2 separate regions of the Triticum aestivum genome follow, and region 1 is linked to region 2. The links are chromatin contacts, called in public Hi-C maps. All regions are on one chromosome and are shown on one strand. The core of a region is the stretch at or near the end of the contact, and the rest is flanking DNA. Distances in the headings are between cores, read along the strand shown.

What was found. A called contact is a pair of places that touch in the nucleus more often than the background predicts.
Region 1: a Hi-C map of leaf shows a contact between it and region 2, with 3 times the contacts expected there. The contact joins the promoter of LOC123080115 here to the promoter of LOC123080112 in region 2. A contact is called at or near these places in 2 of 5 Hi-C or Micro-C datasets (both in leaf) and 1 of 1 datasets of contacts at active chromatin or transcription factors (leaf).

What each region holds. Positions count from the first base shown.
Region 1 is chr3D:515,326,342-515,331,609 of IWGSC CS RefSeq v2.1, forward strand. It overlaps LOC123080115 (putative esterase/lipase HI_0193), which reads right to left and starts at 1,832. Exons shown (of 13, transcript XM_044502996.1): 1 at 1,600-1,832; 2 at 635-781; 3 at 525-551; 4 at 239-329; 5 at 55-98. The coding sequence starts at 1,728.
Region 2 is chr3D:514,936,034-514,941,283 of IWGSC CS RefSeq v2.1, forward strand. It overlaps LOC123080112 (protein TRIGALACTOSYLDIACYLGLYCEROL 5, chloroplastic), which reads left to right and starts at 1,601. Exons shown (of 5, transcript XM_044502990.1): 1 at 1,601-1,975; 2 at 2,243-2,281; 3 at 3,225-3,399; 4 at 3,705-3,825; 5 at 3,917-4,343. The coding sequence starts at 1,837. The coding sequence ends at 3,801. LOC123080111 (CLP protease regulatory subunit CLPX1, mitochondrial) reads left to right here. Exons shown (of 15, transcript XM_044502989.1): 11 at 1-68; 12 at 267-329; 13 at 413-535; 14 at 608-766; 15 at 913-1,328. The coding sequence ends at 981.

The sequences.
Region 1 (5,268 bases), core at 582-3,081, 390 kb after region 2:
GGTGCCGTAGTGTGAAGTTGTTCAGATCATTAGCAGAATTTTAGATGTACTGACCTGCCACATTGGAAATTCCTGAGCTAACCTCTTTGCAAACGACCCTTCATGACAAATATAATTAATTAAATATAACCTCATATCCTTTATTGAGCCAAAACTTCTTTAGAACATGTCAAAGCATTTCACTGATTTGTAAAATTGAACCGAAATCGCAACTCAGACAATCAGAATGCTCATTTACCCCAGTTTTTCCCGCTCCCAAGGATGCCATGAAGGAGTACAGCTGTTGGTGGATCAGGTATTGATTTGTCCATAAAAGAGTTCCATTGTACCTGAGGTAATGTTTATGAATAACTTGAATTGCGTCAGAACATTTCAAGCAACTAATTATAGTATTACCTCCGTCCCAAAAAGCTTATCTTAGACATCCGTTTCTAGATAAATCTAAGACAAGCTTTTTGGGACGGAGGGTATATAACACAATTTGACAACCAGTGATAAATCACTGACGTGAATGCAACACTTACAAGGTTCCCTTGAACCAGTTCATAGGCCTGTAGGGAAAGAATAGAAATCATTAATCAGGATTGGGTGAGAACCATTAATCACACTATTTCAAAGCTTCAAGCTTCCTTACCAGAACTCCAGCATGCTTCTCAGCCTCAGGCTGATAAGCAATCTCTGCGTCAGCCAAAGCCACCTGAGCGCAACGACAAGGAGAGCACGCCAATGACCTTGAACTAGACATGGTCGATATCAACCGGCCACGACTACAAACAGTTTCCTAACAATACAAAACATAAGATCATAATTAAAGTTCAGAATGTTGGTGTAGTTCAGAAATTAACCATTATCTAACCAGAACAATGAAATTGTATAACCGCGATTTGAATTTCAGAACGTCTGTGAAAATGCAAGAAATTGATAGTTAAATTAGCAGTTGCTGCACAAATTAACAGATCATGCAGGTTCCACATTATGAATATTAGTTGCTTTTACAAGTTGATTTAGCAGTTCCCTACTTCATCGTGTATTTTGTTTGGTTACTAAGCATGCCATGGCAACGGCACAGATTGCAGCTACCAAGTATCATTATTCACTCCTACGCTAAATAGGCCATGGACAACTAAAATTACACAAAAATCATATCGGTAAGGGCCATAATCAACGCGTCAAGATGGCTTTTGAGTTTTCTCGGACAATAAAAACAGTGAGGTCCATGAAAAAGGTTCGATCAACACAAGCAATTTTAAACCCTCTAGTGCGGTAGTGAACAATCACAAACAGGGATATGGAGTAAACCTAGACATTGATATGTCACACAGTAAGAAATGTGGCATCTATCACTTGAAGCAGAAACGCATTCCTTCAGTTGCCCCTGATCGCATCTACATTGCGTCCATCGCCACCCGCCGCCGTATATCCTCACGCCCTCAAAATTGCACCAAAATCTCGCATCTAGCTACAGTCAGATAGGCAACGCGAGCCGACAGTGCGAGTACCCGTAGCTCCACGGCGCACCGGCCCCTGGGACTACGAACTGGCCCAGTAATAACCTAATTAAGGACGATTCGACCACCGAAACCAGCTGAAGAACAGTACCTGGCGGGGGAGGGGCCACGACGCGCGAGCCCTGGTCCCCTGCCGCGGCGGCGCGAGGCCCGCGGCGAGCGGAGCCCTCCTCAGCTCCGCGGATAGGGCGCGCGGCGGCGGTGCGCCGGCCGCCGCCATCAGATCACCGGCGAGTAGTGGGGGTGGGAGCACCGAGAGGGGCGAATTGTTGGTGTGTCCGTGGGCTTGCCGCGTCACCACAATAAACGAATTAATCGTTTTTGTTTATTCCGCCGTGGGCGAAGAAAAAGCTAGAGGCGGAGAACCCAAGGAGCGGGAGAGAGGCTGCCGTGTGGGGTAGGTGACCACCTGGCGTCCCCTTCCGTCGCTGACGGTGGGTCCTTTGCTGTATTTTTTTAGATCAGTCCTCTACTGTAAGACTAGTCACAATGGGTAGTAACTTACACTAGTAACATGCATATGTTAATGGGAAACGCTCTTTATCAGTAGTCTGACAAAATTTTCTCGTCAGACCGGTCATGCAACGTTGATTCTTCTTTAATCCAACGGTGTAGTGATTCTCTGACCCCACCAATTAAACGCATGTATTGATCCACTTCGAGAAAATCTCGCTTGCCTCCCATCCACAACCACCTTACCATGTCTGATGCGAGTAAATCTCGCCAGGCCGATCCACCCACCTCATCCCGTCTCGCATCCCATGGATGAGCTCATCGCCGAGCATGCCGAGCTGGCTCACCGCGGTGACAACCTCCGCCACCACCTGTTGGAAATATGCCCTAGAGGCAATAATAAATTGGTTATTATTATATTTCCTTATTCATGATAATCGTTTATTATCCATGCTACAATTGTATTGATAGGAAACTCAGATACATGTGTGGATACATAGACAACACCATGTCCCTAGTAAGCCTCTAGTTGACTAGCTCGTTGATCAATAGATGGTTACGGTTTCCTGACCATGGACATTGGATGTCGTTGATAACGGGATCACATCATTAGGAGAATGATGTGATGGACAAGACCCAATCCTAAGCCTAGCACAAGATCGTGTAGTTCGTTTGCTCAGAGCTTTTCTAATGTCAAGTATCATTTCCTTAGACCATGAGATTGTGCAACTCCCGGATACCGTAGGAATGCTTTGGGTGTACCAAACGTCACAACGTAACTGGGTGGCTATGAAGGTGCACTACAGGTATCTCCAAAAGTGTCTGCTGGGTTGGCACGAATCGAGACTGGGATTTCTCACTCCGTGTAAACGGAGAGGTATCTCTAGGCCCACTCGGTAGGACATCATCATAATGTGCACAATGTGACCAAGGAGTTGATCACGGGATGATGTGAGTTACGGAACGAGTAAAGAGACTTGCCGGTAACGAGATTGAACAAGGTATCGGATACCGACGATCGAATCTCGGGCAAGTAACATACCGATAGACAAAGGGAATTGCATACGGGATTGATTGAATCCCCGACATCGTGGTTCATCCGATGAGATCATTGTGGAACATGTGGGAGCCAACATGGGTATCCAGATCCCGCTGTTGGTTATTGACCAGAGAACGTCTCGGTCATGTCTGCATGGTTCCCGAACCCGTAGGGTCTACACGCTTAAGGTTCAATTACGCTAGGGTTATAGGGAATAGAGATACGTGGTTACCTAATGTTGTTCGGAGTCCCGGATGAGATCCCGGGCGTCACGAGGAGTTCCGGAATGGTCCGGAGGTAAAGATTTATATATGGGAAGTCCTGTTTTGGTCACCGGAAAAGTTTCGGGTGATATCGGTAATGTACCGGGACCACCGGGAGGGCCCCGGGGGTCCACCAAGTGGGGCCACCAGCCCCAGAAGGCTGCGTGGGCCAAGTGTGGGAGGGGACCAGCCCCAGGTGGGCTGGTGCGCCCCCCCACCAAGGCCCAAGGCGTATGGGAGAGTGGGAGGGGGGCAAACCCTAGGTCCAGATGGGCCTTAAGGCCCACCCTAGTGGCGCCCCCCCTCTCCTCCCCTTGGCCGCACCCTAGATGGGTTTGGGGGCTACCGCCACCCCTGGGGAGGGAACCCTAGATGGGGGCGCAGCCCCTCCCCTTCCCCTATATATACTTGAGGTATTTGGGGCTGCCATAGACACGAGAACACCTCTCTCTTGGCGGAGCCCTTCCCCTCTCCTTCCTCCTCTCCCGCGGTGCTTGGCGAAGCCCTGCAGGATTGCCATGCTCCTCCACCACCACCACGCCGTCGTGCTGCTGCTGGACGGAGTCTTCCCCAACCTCTCCCTCTCTCCTTGCTGGATCAAGGCGTGGGAGACGTCACCGGGCTGCACGTGTGTTGAACGCAGAGGCACCGTTCTTCGGTGCTTAGATCGGAATCAACCGCGATCTGAATCGCTACGAGTACGACTCCCTCATCCGCGTTCTTGCAACGCTTCCGCATCGCGATCTACAATGGTATGTAGATGCACTCACCTTCCCCTCGTTGCTAGATTACTCCATAGATTGATCTTGGTGATGCGTAGAATTTTTTTGAATTTCTGCTACGTTCCCCTACAGTGGCATCATGAGCTAGGTCTATGCGTAGTTTCTATGCACGAGTAGAACACAAAGCAGTTGTGGGCGTAGATGTTGCCAATTCTTCTTGCCGCTACTAGTCTTATCTTGTTTCGGCAGCATTGTGGGATGAAGCGGCCCGGACCGACCTTACACGTACGCTTACGTGAGACAGGTTCCACCGACTGACATGCACTAGTTGCATAAGGTGCCTAGCGGGTGTCTGTCTCTCCCACTTTAGTCGGAACGGATTCGATGAAAAGGGTCCTTATGAAGGGTAAATAGAAATTGGCATATCACGTTGTGGTTTTTGCGTAGGTAAGAAACGTTCTTGCTAGAAACCCATAGCAGCCACGTAAAACATGCAACAACAATTAGAGGACGTCTAACTTGTTTTTGCAGGGTATGCTATGTGATGTGATATGGCCAAAAGGATGTGATGAATGATATATGTGATGTATGAGATTGATCATGTTCTTGTAATAGGAATCACGACTTGCATGTCGATGAGTATGACAACCGGCAGGAGCCATAGGAGTTGTCTTAATTTATTGTATGACCTGCGTGTCAGTGAAAACGCTATTTAATTACTTTACTTTATTGCTAACCGTTAGCCATAGTAGTAGAAGTAATAGTTGGCGAGACAACTTCATGAAGACACAATGATGGAGATCATGGTGCCATGCCGGTGACGAAGGTGATCATGCCGCGCCTCGAAGATGGAGATCAAAGGCGCAAGATGATATTGGCCATATCACGTCACTTTATGATTTGCATGTGATGTTTGTCATGTTTACATCTTATTTGCTTAGAACGACGGTAGCATAAATAAGATGATCCCTCACTAAAATTTCAAGAGAGGTGTTCCCCCTAACTGTGCACCGTTGCGAAGGTTCGTTGTTTCGAAGCACCACGTGATGATCGGGTGTGATAGATTCTAACGTTCGAATACAATGGGTGTTGACGAGCCTAGCATGTACAGACATGGCCTCGGAACACATGCGAAACACTTAGGTTGACTTGACGAGCCTAGCATGTACAGACATGGCCTCGGAACACAAGAGACCGAAAGGTCGAACATGAGTCGTATAGCAGATACGATCAACATGGAGATGTTCACCGATGATGACTAGTCCGTCTCACGTGATGATCGG
Region 2 (5,250 bases), core at 351-2,850:
CAGAGTTCATTGGACGCCTGCCCATTCTAGTTAGTTTGGCAGCTCTCGATGAAGATCAGCTTGTTCAGGTAAAATGTTATGTATTCTTATTTGAGTATCCACATGAAGTTGCTGGTTTAAGCCTTTGATGTCCTCCTTCATTCAGAATCATGTTCTGTTCTTCCCTTTCACATAAACTAAATGATCCGACGTCTGTATAAGTTCTTGCACGATTTTCATATGGCTAGCCTGCTGAAGCTAACTGAAGTGATTTGATCTGCATTCAGGTTCTTACAGAACCAAAGAATTCACTTTCAAGACAATACAGGAAAATGTTTAGCCTGAACAATGTGAGTGCACTAAAACTTGGAAGTGATTATAGACTTGCTTCTTTGCGCTAATTTCTAACATTCCCTTTTCCCCGATTCTTCAGGTTAAGCTGCACTTTACTGATGGTGCACTGAGAATAGTAGCAAAGAAGGCCATAGTCAAAAACACTGGTGCACGTGGTCTAAGAGCCCTCTTAGAGACCATTCTACTGGAGGCCATGTACGAGGTAGCTGCTTGCAGTTTTCTGTAATGAACGCTGCAAAATCGAGGCATACGTTCTGACATTCTTCGTAAACAGATCCCTGACGAGAAAGCTGGAAATGAGCGAGTAGATGCTGTTGTGGTGGACGAGGAGGCCATTGGTTCCGTCGACAGGCCTGGGTGCGGGGCTAAAATTCTTCGGGGGGACGGCGCATTGGCGCAGTACATAATAAGAAATAACATTCCAAATTCACCGGTATGGTACTCGGTTTGTGAAACACAGAAAAGTTACCCTATTGTGTCACATGCTATCAGCACAATATGTTTTCTCTTTAAAATTGAAATGGAGAAAATAGCTCTCAACTTGCACTGCCTCCTCTAATGCCTGCTCTTAACTTGCAGGAAACTAACGAGGCTTTGGCGGGGGAGCTCGAAGACGCGTACATGCTGTCAAGAATTGTTAGCTTGTGATTAACCTTACAGACACCGTATATTATGTAAAATGTCCTCCACTCACACCCAGTCAATTTAACCAATTTTCCTGTGATCTATTTAAAGTTTGCGGTGAGGTCCGACGAGCAGAGATCCGGCCGGCGCGCCATTTGTTGTAATTGTTGATGTAAACAGGAGTTGCCTTTTGATTGAGCAACCATCCTGCTATAAGCAACATGTTTCTCATTCTTCCCTTCTGGTGCCCCCCAACCCGGCGGGCTAGCTTATAGTTGTTGGCAAAGGTGTACACACCAATCAACCTCCTCACAGTTATAATAAGCAGGCGCAGTTTGCCCAGTAGCACCTGTACAGGTTTCAACTTTCAAGCATTGTCTGTAAAACATCCTGATGTTTGTCCTGCAGTATCTACAGGACTCGAATGATTTCTTCGGGAAAGCTGTACGATTCAAATTTGAACTAAAACCATGACAAGAATTATGGAACGGAGGGAGCACCTTTCATGATCACTATCATATGAACGTTTATGGAACATGAATCTTCAGGTCAATGGTGCTAAAAAATGGCTCACACCACACACGGAGGGTCTGAAGTCTCAGCTGGGCAGTTTTGAAGAGAAAGAAAGGTGGATGTCGCAGCGCCGCAGCGGCCTCCTAACGACAAGCGCAAACCTTGGTGCGGTTGCGCAAACCCGGCGCCTACACGGATCACGAGGCTGATCGGGCGGCGAGGCGCGGCCAGACGGACCCGTTCAGCCGTCACTCTCATCCCCGTCCCCCCTCCTCCCCACCCCAGTCCCCAGTCGCTGAGAGAGAAGAAGAGATATCGAACCCTCCCGAACCTTCGGAGCGCGCACGGGGCGAGCGAGGGAGAGAGATGGCATACGGCGGCGGCAGGAGGGGCTCTTCCAGGTGGGGCCTTCCGATGGTGAGGTCGGACGCGCTCGGCAAGCTGGGCCCCTCCTTCGGCATCGGCGCCGGCTGCGGCGTCGGCGTCGGGGTCGGCCTCATCGGCGGTACGTACCTAGGCTTGTTCTGCCGCCTCCTCTCTCCGTTGACCTGGATTGACTTGGCGATGGGCATGGACACATGTTTGCCTGCCACCGACTAGGCTGCCCGTGTTTAGTTTGGATGTTTGGTGCCGTCAGTGGCGAATAGTGTGCGGGGATTCGGGACCCGTCAGGATCAGGGTAGCTAATTCGAGTAATTCGATTCGAGACCATTACTTGTTTGAACCCTACAAACGTATCCTGCACTTCTAATCAGTCGCATGTTGTCAGCAGCTTTTGGAGTGGGAAGACTGCAGGGTTCAGGTAACTCAGGTGCGATAATTTAGGTCTGTATGTATGGAATATTGGGTTCTGGATGATTCCCATGCTGTTGAATTCCTGTCAAAATCTGTGTTCAACCCACTTCATAGATTACCGTGGAAGTGTGTGTGCCACCGTGCAATGCTATAGGGGTTACTAGCAATCTAGCCCCTTCCCAGCCGCAGCAAAGTGTGGATGAGTAATTATTTGCTTGGGATTGTGTGGATGACTAGTTCTGCAGAATATCTGTGTCTTTTTTGGACAAGCACGCAATACCTTTATGGAATGCCTGAATAGTAGGAGTATGGTAGTATATTCTAAATGATAGGCTTGCGAACGAAAAGGCTTCCTGCAAATATTTGTGCACTTTGAATGTCATTCTGAAGCTTATCTAAAGAGGAATTTGCAGTTAATATTCGAGAATGTTGGTGAGCCAATAAGTAGCAGAGCTCAGTAGACCACTCGAAATGGAGGCAGCTACTAATATAACTTTCCAAAGTCTAAAAGATTAAAACAAATAAACAAGTACTGGTGATCGAGATTTCTCTGAAGTCAATATTTCTAATTCAAGCAGTAAGATACGGCTGTTAGATATGCACATGGATGCTTGAAGTCATCTGCGCTATATTAGGTTGCATCTTTCTATGCATCAAAGTACATTTTGCTCCCCCCTTGATAAATATCTGCAACACTGCAAATATTGCCACAAGCGCCTGCTCCTAGTTGTGCCTCCCACTTTAATCAGTTGTGTTAGTTGTAACAAAATACAAGATGATATTGGCTTTCTAAATACATCAAGGTTCATGTGGAGGGAATACCTTTGGGGAGAACGAATTATTTAGCCTATGACTCTGAACACCATAACACGACTGGTTCTGCATATGTTGACTGTGGGCATTGTTTAACATCAAATTATCTTGCCTGTTCCTTTCTCATTTCTTATTTGGCTGAACAGGCGCAGGAATTGGAGCTGGATTCCCTGGTTTACAGCTGGGATTCGGAGCCGGTGCTGGATGTGGAATAGGAATAGGTTTCGGCTATGGTTTTGGAAAAGGAATTGCATATGACGAGAACGGGAAATATTCGAACATCAGGAGATCATTTCAGAACACCAGGAGCCTTCCTTATGAGTAAGCAGTAACTCACTCTGAGCTTTGGACTATCACAAAAATGTCTCCATTGGGCACCTCCTGCTGCTCGAGACGCTTACATCCATAGAGTGGGCGTGTTTGATCTTGATTCTGCTTATACGTTATTATAGATGTCAAAGGCTGGTTCATAGTTTCGTACACTTGATGTGAACTGTGGTAATTTTCGTAGGAGACTATCCATGGTTAAGGCGTTAAACTGCTTATAGTTCAGTCTTCTGACATGTCTAAACTTCACATGTTATCTCATCCTTTTAACACGATATTTTCCGAAAAAACATCTGCAGTCAGGAGTTTGATATCCTGTTTGACGAGGTGATGGAGAGCACCAGGAAGCTCATCAAAGCGACGACAAAGGAGCTCGACAAGTGGAGGCGCATGTAGAGCGAACATCACATGAACAAACAGGTTAGTACTAGTATTTATCAGAAGCGTAACACGCCACGTGGAGCCTGAAGCGACCTCCTGCTTGTCTGACGTTCCATCTGAATAATTTCAGGGATTCAGCGAGATACGCCGTCAGTATTCTACCCTGGTGAAGGATCAATTTCGTCAAGGCATGTGCGAGGATGCGAGCATCATGTGACGGAGACGCCGTCCCCGCACCACCGGAATATCCTGCGCGGCGTCGCTGTCGGTAGCATATATTGTTCGTCTGTAGAATCGCTGTTTCGCATTGAAATACTCGGGGCCTCGCGCATCATCGCCTCGAATCAAATCTTTCTCTGTCTCGTTAAACATGGTGTCTATATTTAAGTTCCTGATTAGTAGTCAACGTCACCTCGCTGGAGTCAGTGATGTTCATGCTTCTTTCTTGGGCATCATTGTTAAACAAGATTTGTGTTCCTCCACAGCAGTACTACATACACCAACACCAAACGCTTCCTACGTCAGGCGAAAATGAAATGCTTGTATTATTGATTTCATTTTTATCAGTATCAGCTGTCTCCCATACGATTGGAGAGCAAGATAGGGAAGTCTTGCAGGTGAGTGTACAATTCAAAGTTCCAAGTAACACGCTAGGCTGTTGATCGATCAGTGAATCAACGGTCAGCGTTTGCAGCTGCCGCTCCAGCCGCATCTCCAGATTTTCTTAGTCCAGGTCTCCAGGACCAGAGCGGACAAGATCATCAGAGATTTTATCACCAAAAACACTGCTACGAGTACCTCGCATCGCTCATACTTACCGCAGTACAACTTTGTACTAAATGAGCGACGCTTATTGTGAGGCCAAGGGAGTAGTACATGTGAAGTACGGTACCATAGTAGTATAGCAGTGGTAAAGTCAGGCCTAGAAAACTACTCTCGTCCCCTGATTCGAACTTTCCGCACGGGAGGACCACCACACCAGAGGAGAGCGGAGAAAGGCATGTGATGAGTGAGTGAGTGAGTGAGAGAAAATCTAGCCATGACGTTTTATGCGAAGCTGCCCTGGCAAAGGCTGCGGGCAGAATGATTGAGAGCTTTCCTCTTCCCTCTCTCTCTGCCAGATCGGCCGCTTTATTGGCTGCCACCGTGCACATGACATGAGTCACAGCTCAACCTACCTGCCACGGTCAAAACATGTAGTGGGAGTATTCAGGTTTGCATGCCACCATTTGGAACATGGTAACATGCATCCTGCCCAAAGGGTTCTAAAACTTAGGAATAGGAAATCATGCATATTCTATGCACCATGAGGAAAACAAAGGAATCTTTTAAGGCCTCCTTTGGTTCATAGGATAGGAATATCATACAAATAAGAAAGTCATAAGAATTGATATGACAATTTTTATACGAAATATGTCATTTGGTTCACAGGATATGGATTTTTCCATTAAGTCCGAGCCAATG